Linked DNA regions of Mus musculus: region 1 is linked to region 2. Evidence: chromatin contacts called from public HiChIP or PLAC-seq data. All regions are on one chromosome and are shown on one strand. The core of a region is the stretch at or near the end of the contact, and the rest is flanking DNA. Distances in the headings are between cores, read along the strand shown. Region 1 has its middle 18 kb from the start of Nnat. Region 2 overlaps Src (Rous sarcoma oncogene).

Region 1 (5,763 bases), core at 3,250-5,749, 76 kb before region 2:
TTCCATGGGAAAAAAAATCTTATTAAGTGAGACTGCATTGGAGGGAAAAATAACATCATTAGGATGCCATCAGCATCTCCTATCAACAACCACGGCGCCCGTCTCCCGTGGTCAGTCTCCCTTGTTTGGTTTGGTTTTGCTTTGCTTTTTAATGCCTTCTAATAAAAGCTGGCCCCGCAGGTCGCAGGCGTTCTCCACATTTCTTAATGGCTTGACCCCTGAACACCTTGTTAGTTTTGTTGCTTTCGTGAACAGAGAAACTTTGCTGGTTTTTCATTTCAGTTTCCACATTTTAATCAATTTGCTTATCACTGTGCTGCATTCAGAGACACACAGTGAGCAAACGTGCTTTGTCCCTGGACGGTCGAATGAGAACACAGCACACGTGCAAAGCTGAGCTAATTGGCAAGGAATGAATTTGAATGTTTGAATTAAATTTCAATTATACAAGTAAAACATGAATACATTTTCTCTTAATTACAGACCACAGTACAGATGGGGCATCCCTACTTGGCCCTAGCCTCTGCCTCGGATCCTTGTATCTACAGTGGGCAGGAGCTGACCTGAGTGCTCCTCTGGTCTAGTGTTTGCCTGTGCCCTTTCCAACATGTCTCTGTCCTTTTGTTTTGTCTGTCTGCATAGGTAGATGGTGTCCACACTGGAAGTGCCACTGAGCCTTGTGGCCCACAGGACTGGCCTCGAGTGGCTGTCTGCATCTGCGCCCACTCCAGTGCTGCACTTGGCTGGCCACACACAGCCTTCTGTCTTAGCTGTGTCCTGTCGACTGACAGTTGAGATGCCTTTGGTGACTCCTTGTGCTGGTCCCTTTCTGCTCACATACCAGGATTTCTGTAGGACAAGGACTTGGAACTGTTGGGTCACGGGGAAGACACGTCCTGAATTCAGATAAAAAACAACTACAGTGTTCTCCCCAGTTCCCAGGTCAATCTCCTGCCAGGATGTCTCCAGGTTAATGTTCTCACCAGTTGGGCGGATAAAAATACTGTCTTGGGTTAGTGTGCACTGTCCGTATCCCACCCCAACCGATACTTTCATTTATCCCCATTCCTAGTTTCCTCTCTGGACTCTGTGCCTGTGTCCTTCCTGCCTCTCCCCTTCTGACTGCCTTCTGTCCTTCCCCTCCCTCTCTCCTTCCCTCCCTCCCATCTCTTTTTCTTCCATTTTTTGGAGACAGGGCCTCACTATGTAGTTCATCCTAACCTCAAGCTCCAGGTCCTGTCTCCTCAGGCTCCCGGATGCTGGTACTATGGATATGATGCTACAGCCTTCCTGTCTCCCTCCTCCTCCTCCTCCTCCTCCTCCTCCTCCTCCTCCTCCTCCTCCTCTTCTTCCTCCTCATCCTCTTCCTCCTCCTCCTCTTCCTCTTCCTCCTCTTCCTCCTCCTCCTCCTCCTCTTCCTCCTCCTCCTCTTCCTCTTCCTCCTCCTCCCTCTTCTTTTTGTTTGTTTAAAGATTTTTCTTTTATTGATTTTTAGATCCTTATATATTTTATGAGTTTGATATACTAATGCTTTGTTGGTGGTTTGTGGTGGTGGTATATTTCTACATTGTGGGGTTTGACACTTAATTGAATTGCTGTTGTCTGTTGGTTTTACTTTTTACACCTTCTTTTGACAATCTTAAGAAACCTCCTTTATATACATTTCTTGTATTTTCTTCTCTGGCATCTATAAGTGATATATATATAGTTTATGAATATATAATTATATCATGTTTAATAAATATATCATGTATAATAATAAATTCCATATGTATAAATCTTACGATCTAAAGTTACCCCACCCCAAACACTATTTTGTGGTATGTAGACAGTTTGATCTAACCTGTTCCCTTTACCTGGCACCAACCCTGTGGGCCCCATGCACTGTCGGGCCACCCCTGGTCCTCTGCCTGTGTCTGTGCTTCCAGGCTTGATGCTAAGCTTGGATCAGGGCAGGACCGGTTGGCTGGTCCTCTGTTGTTTTGCAGAACTATTTTGTTAATCCTTATGGGTTAGTCCTACTGCATGGATTTTAAAATTTATCAACTTTCAAAAGAACTTTCTATAGGAAATTTTGTTGGATTTATACTGAATTCACAGATAAATCTGAAGGAACTTAGTGTCTTTTTCCTGTGTGCTCACAGAGCCCTCCCAGCCCAGAGAGTATCTCGTCCCTCCAGAGAAGATGCCTGCTTCCTCTGGGTCAGCTTGCCTTCTGTTTCTTGGTGGATTTGACCCTCAGTCCTAGTACAGGGTTTCCAGGAGCTCAGAACGGCTCCCTCTGTGCTCCTGTTTGCCTGACCCGTGTTCGCCACGCTCCATCCCAACCTTTCACTGATCTGAGAGCTTGCTCTGCACACACACAAAGTAAACATTCTTTCTCCCTGGGCTCAAACACACAAGCACCACTAAATACAGAGCTGGCATAATTAGCTGAAAACAAATTAGAATCTCTCCAAATGACACTTTAATTAAGGAAGCAAAGCATGAAGACATTCTCCCTGTTAGAGGTGGAGTGATGTGAGCCCAGCTGCTGTCTCCTGTACCAGAGTCCTGCATCCCATCCCTCCACAGGTTTGTGGATCTGCTTCTTGGGCATGGGTGCTTTGAAAGAGTTCCCCATGCTGAGAGCTTGCCTGAGGCTGCATCTTGACTCCCTCTAGTATCTTTACAACACAGCCATGCTGGTCCCTGACATTCTTGCTCTTTAACAGAGAAGCACCCGTTCATTCCCTCAGTTCTCCTCCTCCATCAGTTGGCTCTGACTCTACTCTGTTTTGAGCAACCTTCTCTTGGCAGTGAAGGAGAAATAGGATGCTGGGTCTGCACGTTTTCACTTTTAGCAGACGTCACCATTGCCCGCCATGGTTTCTGAACCAGACAAGGATCTAGCCAGAGGCCTCGAGACTTTAATCTCTACACTGTGAGCAGTCCTCAGTATTTGCCAATTGGATGGGTGAAAAAGTTAAATCCCTTTTTAAATTTGTCTTTTCCTGTTTGCCAGTGAGCTTTTCATGTGTACACTGGGCGTCTGTATTATTCCCGCTCCGAACTGTCAATTTTTCTCGAGCTCTTCAGCTCATTGACCTGTAGAATGTCCTGATGTAATCCAGATAGTAAGCTTTTGTGCTTTTGGACAAATGTTTCTCTGAGCGTGTCTGTTGCTCTCAGCTCACTGTAGAACCTTGCCTTAGACAGAAGTTGCCAGTTTCAATCAAATGCGTCTCCTCTGTCTCCACTGTTCCTTGTTGAATATATATCATGTTTGATTGAGATAGAGCCCTTATTCTCCTCTAATGGTTTCACAGGTTTGTTCTTGGCTCTTTCTTGCATCTGGAATATATTTCTATGATAGAATTGAGACAGTGTCTAGCCTTTCTCAAAACGGACAGCCAATTATCGGAGCACAATAGAACGGGTCAGCACATTCATCCTGTCTCCGCTCTCCCTAGAGTGAAGCCGCACAGCTAGGGGACTTGGAGGCCCCTGGTTATCTGGGGTTTTGGTTTGGTTTTGTTTAGGTTTTTTTTTTTTAACTAATCTGTTTATTCCTGTCAGTAGCAGACTTTAATTTGTCATTACTCTTTACCACCTTGTGATATCTGTGAAGTAAAATGCCACATTTCACTATGCTTCCTCCCAGCTGCCTCAGCCTGCTCCTCTCTCCACACAGACTCTGAAAGCTGCTTGTCAGATACTGTGAATTCCGAGATTAATTTGGGGGAAACTGACATCAGTATAATACTGTGCCGTTCACTGCAGGGACGAGGCAGAACTCTGTTTGTCCAGCCGCTCACTACATGTCACACACACACACACACACACACACACACACACACACACACACACACACTGCTTTTTCCTCAGAAACTTGTGGCTTTCCTCCTGGGTTGATTTCTTTGGTTTCCATTATTGTCATGAATGAGTTTTCTCTACTCCCCGCCCGTTTTGTTTGGCTTTTGTTTGCTACATTTCTTTTTAATCTACTTTCTAATCGCTGCACTTCATTCACAGACACACACAAAGTAAATGTTCTCCCTCCCTGGGCACAAACTCGCAAGCACAGCCAGCACAGGGCCAGCGTAATTGGCTGAAAATGAATGGGAATTTTTTCAAATTAAAGTTTAATGACACAAGCGAAACATGAATCCATGCTCCTTTTTAAGAACCAGAACACCACTGCTGGAGCTGCTGGTCCCTTCTGGCCACCTGCTTCCATCCCGTTCCCTTCCCCGTCCCCTGTGGCAACCGCGGGGATGGGCTTGGTGTGTACTTTCCTAGACCTTTCTAAAAACTTGTAAATATGTATCCAGGCGCCCACAGGAAATACAGAATTCTGCTGTCGATAGTGTTTGCATTGAGTGAACCCCAGGGCTGTAGAAGGTCAGTGTTCCTGAGCATCCTAATGTGGCCATGGGGGAAGGGTGGGAGCAGAGAAAATGGAGCAGCTGCGGACCAACGGTGGACCGAGGAAGAAAGAGACAAATAGATTCCTTCCAAGTCAGCGGTAACCAGAATGGAACTTGAAACAGTGTGTGGGCATGGCATTCTTAGGGGGTAGCTAGCTCTCAAAGGCCCTAAAGCTTAGTCCATCACGTGGGGCGTAGTCAGTCTTACAGATAAGAAAAGGGCGTAGCCGGTACAGTTTTGAGACTTGTGAGTTCATTTCCATGTCGTGGGACTTACAAGGGTAGCTTCAGGGCCCCACTTTGCTCCCTCGAAGAGATGTGCTGGTAGCTCTCTTGGCCTCCTTTCCCTTTCTGTCTAGTGCCGCTGCTGGGTGAAAACATGAAGCTTGGAACCCTGACAGCCAGCTTGTGATCCGGAGGGGAGGAGACGGCTGACTCGGAGCCAGCGTAACTGCAATCGCTGACTTCTGGATTGTTCACACTCGAATAAATGTTCTTGCTCTTAGCTGCTCTTAGATGGGATGTTCTTTCTAAAGCACCTTTCCTAACACAGGAAGTTTTAGACCTGGGGGACAGCTTTAAGGAGTGGAGTCCCTCACGGGGTGAGAGGCTAGAGGCTTTTCCTTCCTGCCTTCCACTCCGTGTCCATGTCGGCCAGCTCTCTCCCTTAGGCCTCCTGCTTCTCCCTACATAGCACCGGTGGATTTGGAGAGTGCCAGTGTTTCACATCCCTCAAGATCATAACAAAGACACCATACTCTGGAGACTAAAGCAGGGGAAATGTGAGTTGGAGACCAAAGTGGGTTCCATAGTGAGACCTTATTTTCAAAAAAGGCATGGCTGTCAGAGCCTGTGCAGGAGGCACTCAAGGACCTCTGGTCACATCCTTCAGCAGCCTCCAGGAACCAGACAGCAGGGCCCACCTCAGCATGTTACAAGATCCAAAGAAAAAGTGCCCCCAAAAATGCTTAGCCCAGGGCCAGTACCAGAACCAGGCAGGTATATCCCCGTCAAGGTGTGAGTCCCAGAATTCTGGCCCAGTGCTCCTATGAAGCAGCTCGAACCTGGCCAGGCAGCGATGGTCAGCAAAGGCAGGTTCCATAATAGAAGGTGAATTCCAGTGAGGATGGAAAAGAGCTGGAGGCCCAGAGCCAGCTGTGCAGAGGGAGAATGTTAGGTGGAAGATAACCCAGGAGCAGCCATGGAGAGGAGCCTCCCCAGACAGCTACTGAGTTTAGGCTCACCACACATCTTCACCCCATCCTGCTCAAACAGCCAGACTTCCCCTAACTATCCTCCATCCACTTCCAGTCTCTTTCTCACCACCATGCCTGCCCTTCTCCCCACAGCTCAT
Region 2 (5,762 bases), core at 921-3,420:
TGACTGCTACTAGGATGTTGACTGCTTAGGACAGGACAGGAAGCCGAACAGCAGCCTGATGGGTGGGTAGTCAGTACCCGAGGCACCAGCAACCACAGCACGGGTCAGAGGAGGGAGAGGGCTGTGTCTGGGGTCACTGGGGGCAAGAGGTCAGCTCAGTGCCTGTGCTGCATTAGGCAGGGAGACCTCCCTGTCACAGAGACAGGTCAGAGGGTAGACTGGGTCAGCTCTCTAGCTGTGTCGGGTCAGGCCGGATGCCCTGATTCCCGGTGGTTGCTGGTCTGCGCAGAGCTCCAGGGAAAGGTGGGAAGCCCTCAGATTCCCACCACACACCAAGAATCATAGATGAGGTTGAGAAAGACCAAGGCCGTGGCTCACTCAGGCTCTACCCAAACCCTCCTTTTGGTCTCACCTTAAAAGCTGGCTTCTCCCTCTGACCTTCCTCCTCACAACCCAAGACTTCCCTTGCCTACCTGACCCGGCCCCTCCAGTGCCCTCTGAAAGGAAGATGGTGAAACGGCAACAGCCACTACAGCCCCATAGTCCCCCTCTACTCGTGGGTACCCGGGTAGAAGCAGCCATAGCAGGGAGCCTGGGTTTGGCTAAGGCAGCTCGATGCTCCAGGAGCCTCTCGATGGCTGCACAATTAGACAGGAAACCGAACACTGACTTCCCACCACTCCCTCCGCACGGCACAGCGCTGTCTCTTTCTGTGCTGAACTAATATGCAGATGCCCCTTGAAGCTTGGCATCAGCCCCTTCTTCACATCGGGAGGCTGAGGCTTGGCGTGAGACCTGACCACACTCACTCAGGCCCTTGAGGACCGTGGTGCCCAGTCCCCAGGTGCGGCTGGTACACAGATGCCCTAGTCTTCATCTTCAGCAGCATGGGTTACAAGGAGTCAGGAGCCCACCTCAGTGCTGACCCTGGTGAGTCATAGCGTGGGGTGGGGGGCAGGGAGTGGGGTGAGGGACTGGAAGTGAGCCAAGTATGTTACATGCGGGGTTCAAAGTGTCACAGGAAAACAATTGTAACAAGTGTAACAATTTGTACAGTTAATGTTCAACAATAAAATGAAAAACAGCCCAGTTGTTCAGTAGAGACAATTAAAGAGAGGGACTCAGGGTCTTTGAGCTGGGATGGGGACAGGGGCGTGTGTTCCTTACCCATCCACACCTCTCCGAAGCAACCCTGGCCCAGCTTGACCTCCAGCCGCAGGGACTCCCGGGGGATCTCCCACGCATCCTTGGCCAATCCCTGGGTCTGAGGCTTGGATGTGGGACATACGGTAGTGAGGCGGTGACACAGGCCATCAGCATGTTCTGGAGATGGAGGCAGGGAATGGGGCTCAGGCAGGGTCCCACAGCAAGCTGGCTTCCCTGCCCTGTGTGTACGGCTCTATGTATCATGTGCACATTGGCTCTGGGGTCAGGCAAACACCCTCCTGTAGACATCTATTCCCCAGGGGCCTGCGGCACAAAAGTCACCTGCTCAAATCACTCATTGGTTACCTGTCAGATTTGAGAGTATCAGAACTAGTGTGAAACAGGTGTGAGAGTCTGCCCTAGGGAGGCCACACCCCGACTCCAGTCGCCTAGCAAGATCTCAGGACACAGATGAAACAGAGGATATTTGGGAGGGGGAAGTCAAGCAGGCTTTAGGAATTCTTTGGGAGCCCTGGAAGGCATTCCAGAGGAAGAGGTCCCTGGCCTGGATCTGAGGGATAACTAGGAGGCACCCCATACAGCACATCGCCTGTGCCAGAGCCCAAGATCGGCTGTGGGGTTGGAAGAGGTGCTGGGAGGTGGGAAGCTGTAGATGCGGTTGGAGGAACTGCAGGTGAAGGCATGGAGCAACCTTTAGCCACCTGGGCTTGGGGCCTTGGGACTGTATCATAAGGTTCCGTGGCAGCCCTGGAGGATTTGGTCTGGGAACCAGATGATCCCCAGAGCATCAGCAGACGGACAGAGGGGCAGCTAGTCCTCTGAGAGAGGCTGAGGCCCAGGCCAAGGAGGCAGCTCAAGTAGCTACACCTGAAACAGCCACGCACAGAAGAGCCCACACCAACCCCATCACTGCACACGGCCCGCAGCCCAGCTCCAGCCCGCTCTGCCATTCTCTATCAAAGAAGCCTCCCCCTCCTTCTCTCCCAGGAACCGGTTCAGACCAGTCTTAGGGCTGCAGAAACAATCAACACCAGCCTCTAGCCCCTCCCTTCTAGCGTGCTCAAGGCAGGCCCCCTCCTCACTGGCCAGCTGCAGCGGAAGGAGAAGAGGGGGGCTGGGCAGGGAGCAAGGGGAGAAGGGAGGAGATGGAGGAGAGGCAGGGAGGGAAGAGGCATCCCAGGGGTGAGGAGGCACGGCAGACACCCTGCTCCCCTGGGCGAGTCCCCACACGGCCGGCCGGGGACACTCACTGGAGTAGTAAGCCACGAGCTGCTGCAGGCTGTTGAACTGGGTGCGGGAGGTGATGTAGAAACCGCCGCTGTCCAGCTTGCGGATCTTGTAGTGTTTCACATTTAGGCCCTTGGCATTGTCGAAGTCGGATACAGAGAGGCAGTAGGCACCTGTGGGTAGGCAGGGAGGAGACCCCAGAGGTACCCTGCTAGTGTGTTCCTTGCTTGAGGAAGTGACTTAGTCCCACTCTCTTTCAGCCCCTAGTGTGCTGAGAGGAGCAGGGCAGCCGTGTAGGCACAAAACCCCAATGGCAGACATGCCCCTGTGCCTCACAGCCCTGGTAAGACACCTGAACCCCAAGGTGCTCACAACTGTGTGACCCTGACAAGTTGCTGCTTGCCCTGTTTCCTCCCTACACAATGAGACAACCGTGAAGAGTCACACGGTACTCAGCAAGCACTCCATAAATGCTGGCCCTCTCCAGGTATACCCACCCCGTGCCTGCCTGCCCTGTTCTGCCTACTGGACACCAGCTGAGCAGACAGGAGTAGCGGCTGGCTGTGTGGACCTGTGAGTAATTAGTCCAGGGCAGGAGGTACATCCTGAGTGTGGCCTGCAGCCCTTGCCCCTGCGCTGCCTCTCTGGAGCCTAGAAAACCTGCAGCTAAGAATGTCCTCAACAGAAACCTTTGTTAACTAAAGCCTGGATAGCCTGGATAGCCTGGATAGCCTGGGGAGAGGCAGGCGGGGTGCAGGGTCCAGCGGCCTGCCATGTAGCTGGCAGTTCTGAGTGGAAGGACTGACGGACTGTCCACCACTCACTGATGAGGCCCCTGGAGCCCCACTGGACGTCATTAGGTAAATGTGATCTTCTGGTAACATAAGTGAGTCAGGGAGAACTAGGCCTGGGACCCACCCTAACCTGTCTCAAGGCAACCCTTGGGAAGTCATGTTTTCTACAGACTGACTGCCCACTTCATGTGCACACAGAAGGCTCCGCTGACGGCATACCTATGCCCAGAGCCCACATTCTCACATTTGCCCATACCCCCAAGCCCCAGGAACCGGGACCTCGCCACATTTCACTCCAGCAACACTGCCCAACCCCAACAGTGAGCGAGCACACCACACCACACACACACACCCACCCACACACCACACCACACACACACCACACACCCATCATCCCTGTGTACTGTGCACAGCACACGGGTGTGTGTGTGTGTGTGTGTGTGTGTGTGTGTGTGTGTATGTGCACTTTTCCATCTCCCGCTGAGCCCCAGGCCCACAGGAAGCAGCCTGGCTTGGTTGCCATGGTGATGGACTAAGAGAAAGGGCAGAAACAGCAGAGACAGTGTGGGGGAAGGGTAAGGCCAGAAAAGGCCCCTGGGAAAGGGAAAAGGGAAACAGAGGGGCATACGGCTCCTGTTCCCATCTGTAAAACATATCCACAGCTGTGTCACACTCCTGGTAAACTGTACCCACTCTCCATGTGAGAAACTGAGGCCAGAGGAAGCCTTAGCTTGCGTGTCCTGTCCACCTCTGGATCATTCAGTCTTCCTCAAGTGCCACTTTAACTTTAATTCCTGTTACCTCCTCCACTGCAAGGCTCTCCCCTCCCCATCTCATGTACCAAACTCCTATTCACTCTCCAATACCCAGCTCAAGTAATACCCTCAAAGCTGAACTCTGCCAGCCACCGCTCACTCAGGCATACCTTTTGTGGTCTCACTCTCCCTCACGAGGAAGGTCCCTCTCGGGTTCTCGGCGTTGAGCAGCAGCCGCTCTGATTCCCGTCTAGTGATCTTGCCAAAGTACCACCTGGAGTGGGAGGGACAAGGCTGTGCCTGTTGGCCAGGGTTCGCTGCCCACAGTGCTGGCCCTGGGTACTGAGACCTCAGTGTGGCCAGCCTTCTACCCACTCGGGCCCACGAGGGACTCGGTACTAGAAGTGGTGGTGGCAGCGGACCATAGCCGAACAACATACTCACTCCTCAGCCTGGATGGAGTCGGAGGGCGCCACATAGTTGCTGGGGATGTAACCGGTCTGTCCCGTGCTCAGCGAGTGTGCCAGCCACCAGTCTCCCTCTCTGAGCAGGAGGGAGGGAGCAAAGAATGAGGTCACGGGGGATCGGGGTCGGTAACCTTGACCTCCCCAGGTACACGGCCAGGCTCCGCAGCAGAGGAAGCTGAGCCAGCCTGCGTACACAGCAAGCCAGCAGGAACTGGCCTGGGACATCCACCTCCATAATGACATACTGACCCAGAGGGATGCCACCTAAAACCTCAGCAGAACTGAGCCCCACGCACCCCAGACTGAAGTGTCCAGAAGCGCAGAGTGGCCTGCAGGTGCCTTAGGAGAGAGGAAGGGAGGAAGCTCGCTGTCTGGGGCAGGGATGGGAAAAGCAGAGTTTACATGAGATAGATGCCACATTAGACCTTCAAACTCTCCCCAAGCCCTGAGAGCCTGGATGCCCGATGGAGACAAGGGCTGGCGCTTCTGGCCCGGCAATAGTTCAGGCCTATCCCTTCAAACAACAGTACGTGCCCCTGTTCCAAACCATAGCTCACACCTTAAAGTCCTTAACCAAAACCTATAGGCTTCCTCCTGCAGCCTAGCCCTGTCTGGGGAAGTGAAGCCAGAGAGAACTGGGCCATGCCCAAAGTCACACAGCAAGTCATGGGGAAATGAGGTGGCTGAGCCCCAGTGCTCTTACACTAACTGCCCCAGGAAGAGGGGGAGGAGGGAGGAGGGCAGGAAGGAGGAGGGATCCCAGCAGGTTCGGGCTCTGGGCCTGGGCAGGAGGGGCAGGGGCAGAAGTACCTTTGCAGCCATCTGAATGTGAACCAGGTCTGGCTGGAGCAGGGGTCCAGAGACAGAGGAGGGAGGAGCAAGCGAGAGCCCGACAGGAGAGAAGAGGCAGAGATGGGGGTGGTGAGAGGCCGTGGCAGGGGGCCGAGGGAGAGAGCGAGAGAGCCAGGCAGTGCTGGGGACACTGGTGATAGGGTCCAGGGGGCAGCCAGAGACCTCACATCCAAAGCAACCAAAGGGGACAGGGAAAAGGTTGGAGGTTTGAGGGAAGATCGGAGAACGAGGCCTGGGAGCTAGGGTCCAGCCCTTCCCACACCCCCTGTACAGATGGGAAGACTGAGGCTGGAGAAGCAAAGGGCTCTGTGCAAGGTCACATAGCCAAGCCAGGTGCCTCCCTGTGGGTACTACGAGGCTCAATGGCTCTGCAGCTCTTCATGCAAAGCTTGGAGGGGTACACAAGATGGGAGTTAAATTAGTCAGCTGGTGACCTTGTCCCTGCTTTGACCCTGAGAAGACACACAGCATTCCCACCCTGGTCTTGAGTCACACAGCCC

What was found. HiChIP or PLAC-seq counts read pairs in DNA pulled down with a chosen protein or histone mark.
Region 1: a contact with region 2 is called in an H3K4me3 HiChIP or PLAC-seq map of embryonic forebrain, with 2.8 times the contacts expected there. The contact joins two enhancer-like sites. A contact is called at or near these places in 19 of 39 promoter capture datasets (the 3T3-L1 cell line, 3T3-L1-derived adipocytes, the C10 cell line and 12 more), 1 of 15 datasets of contacts at CTCF or cohesin (stem cell-derived epiblast-like cells), 16 of 484 Hi-C or Micro-C datasets (the N1E-115 cell line, bone marrow-derived macrophages, brain and 10 more), 17 of 115 datasets of contacts at active chromatin or transcription factors (the HPC-7 cell line, astrocytes, craniofacial prominence and 13 more) and 4 of 9 other capture datasets (adipose tissue, liver, macrophages and 1 more).

The regions. Positions count from the first base shown.
Region 1 is chr2:157,539,312-157,545,074 of GRCm38.p6, reverse strand. No RefSeq gene overlaps it. Among named protein-coding and RNA genes, the nearest start is that of Nnat, 18 kb to the left of the region's middle. Within about 2 kb of position 4,499, at least 46 of the 459 cell types and tissues checked have an H3K27ac peak or open chromatin away from gene starts, as enhancers often do. A contact at or near this core is called in embryonic forebrain, forebrain, neural progenitor cells and 2 more, where this site is marked.
Region 2 is chr2:157,461,434-157,467,195 of GRCm38.p6, reverse strand. It overlaps Src (Rous sarcoma oncogene), which reads right to left. Exons shown (of 15, transcript NM_009271.3): 7 at 4,388-4,486; 8 at 4,114-4,217; 9 at 2,418-2,567; 10 at 1,168-1,323. Among named protein-coding and RNA genes, the nearest start is that of Src, 40 kb to the right of the region's middle. Within about 2 kb of position 2,170, at least 145 of the 459 cell types and tissues checked have an H3K27ac peak or open chromatin away from gene starts, as enhancers often do. A contact at or near this core is called in embryonic forebrain, forebrain, neural progenitor cells and 2 more, where this site is marked.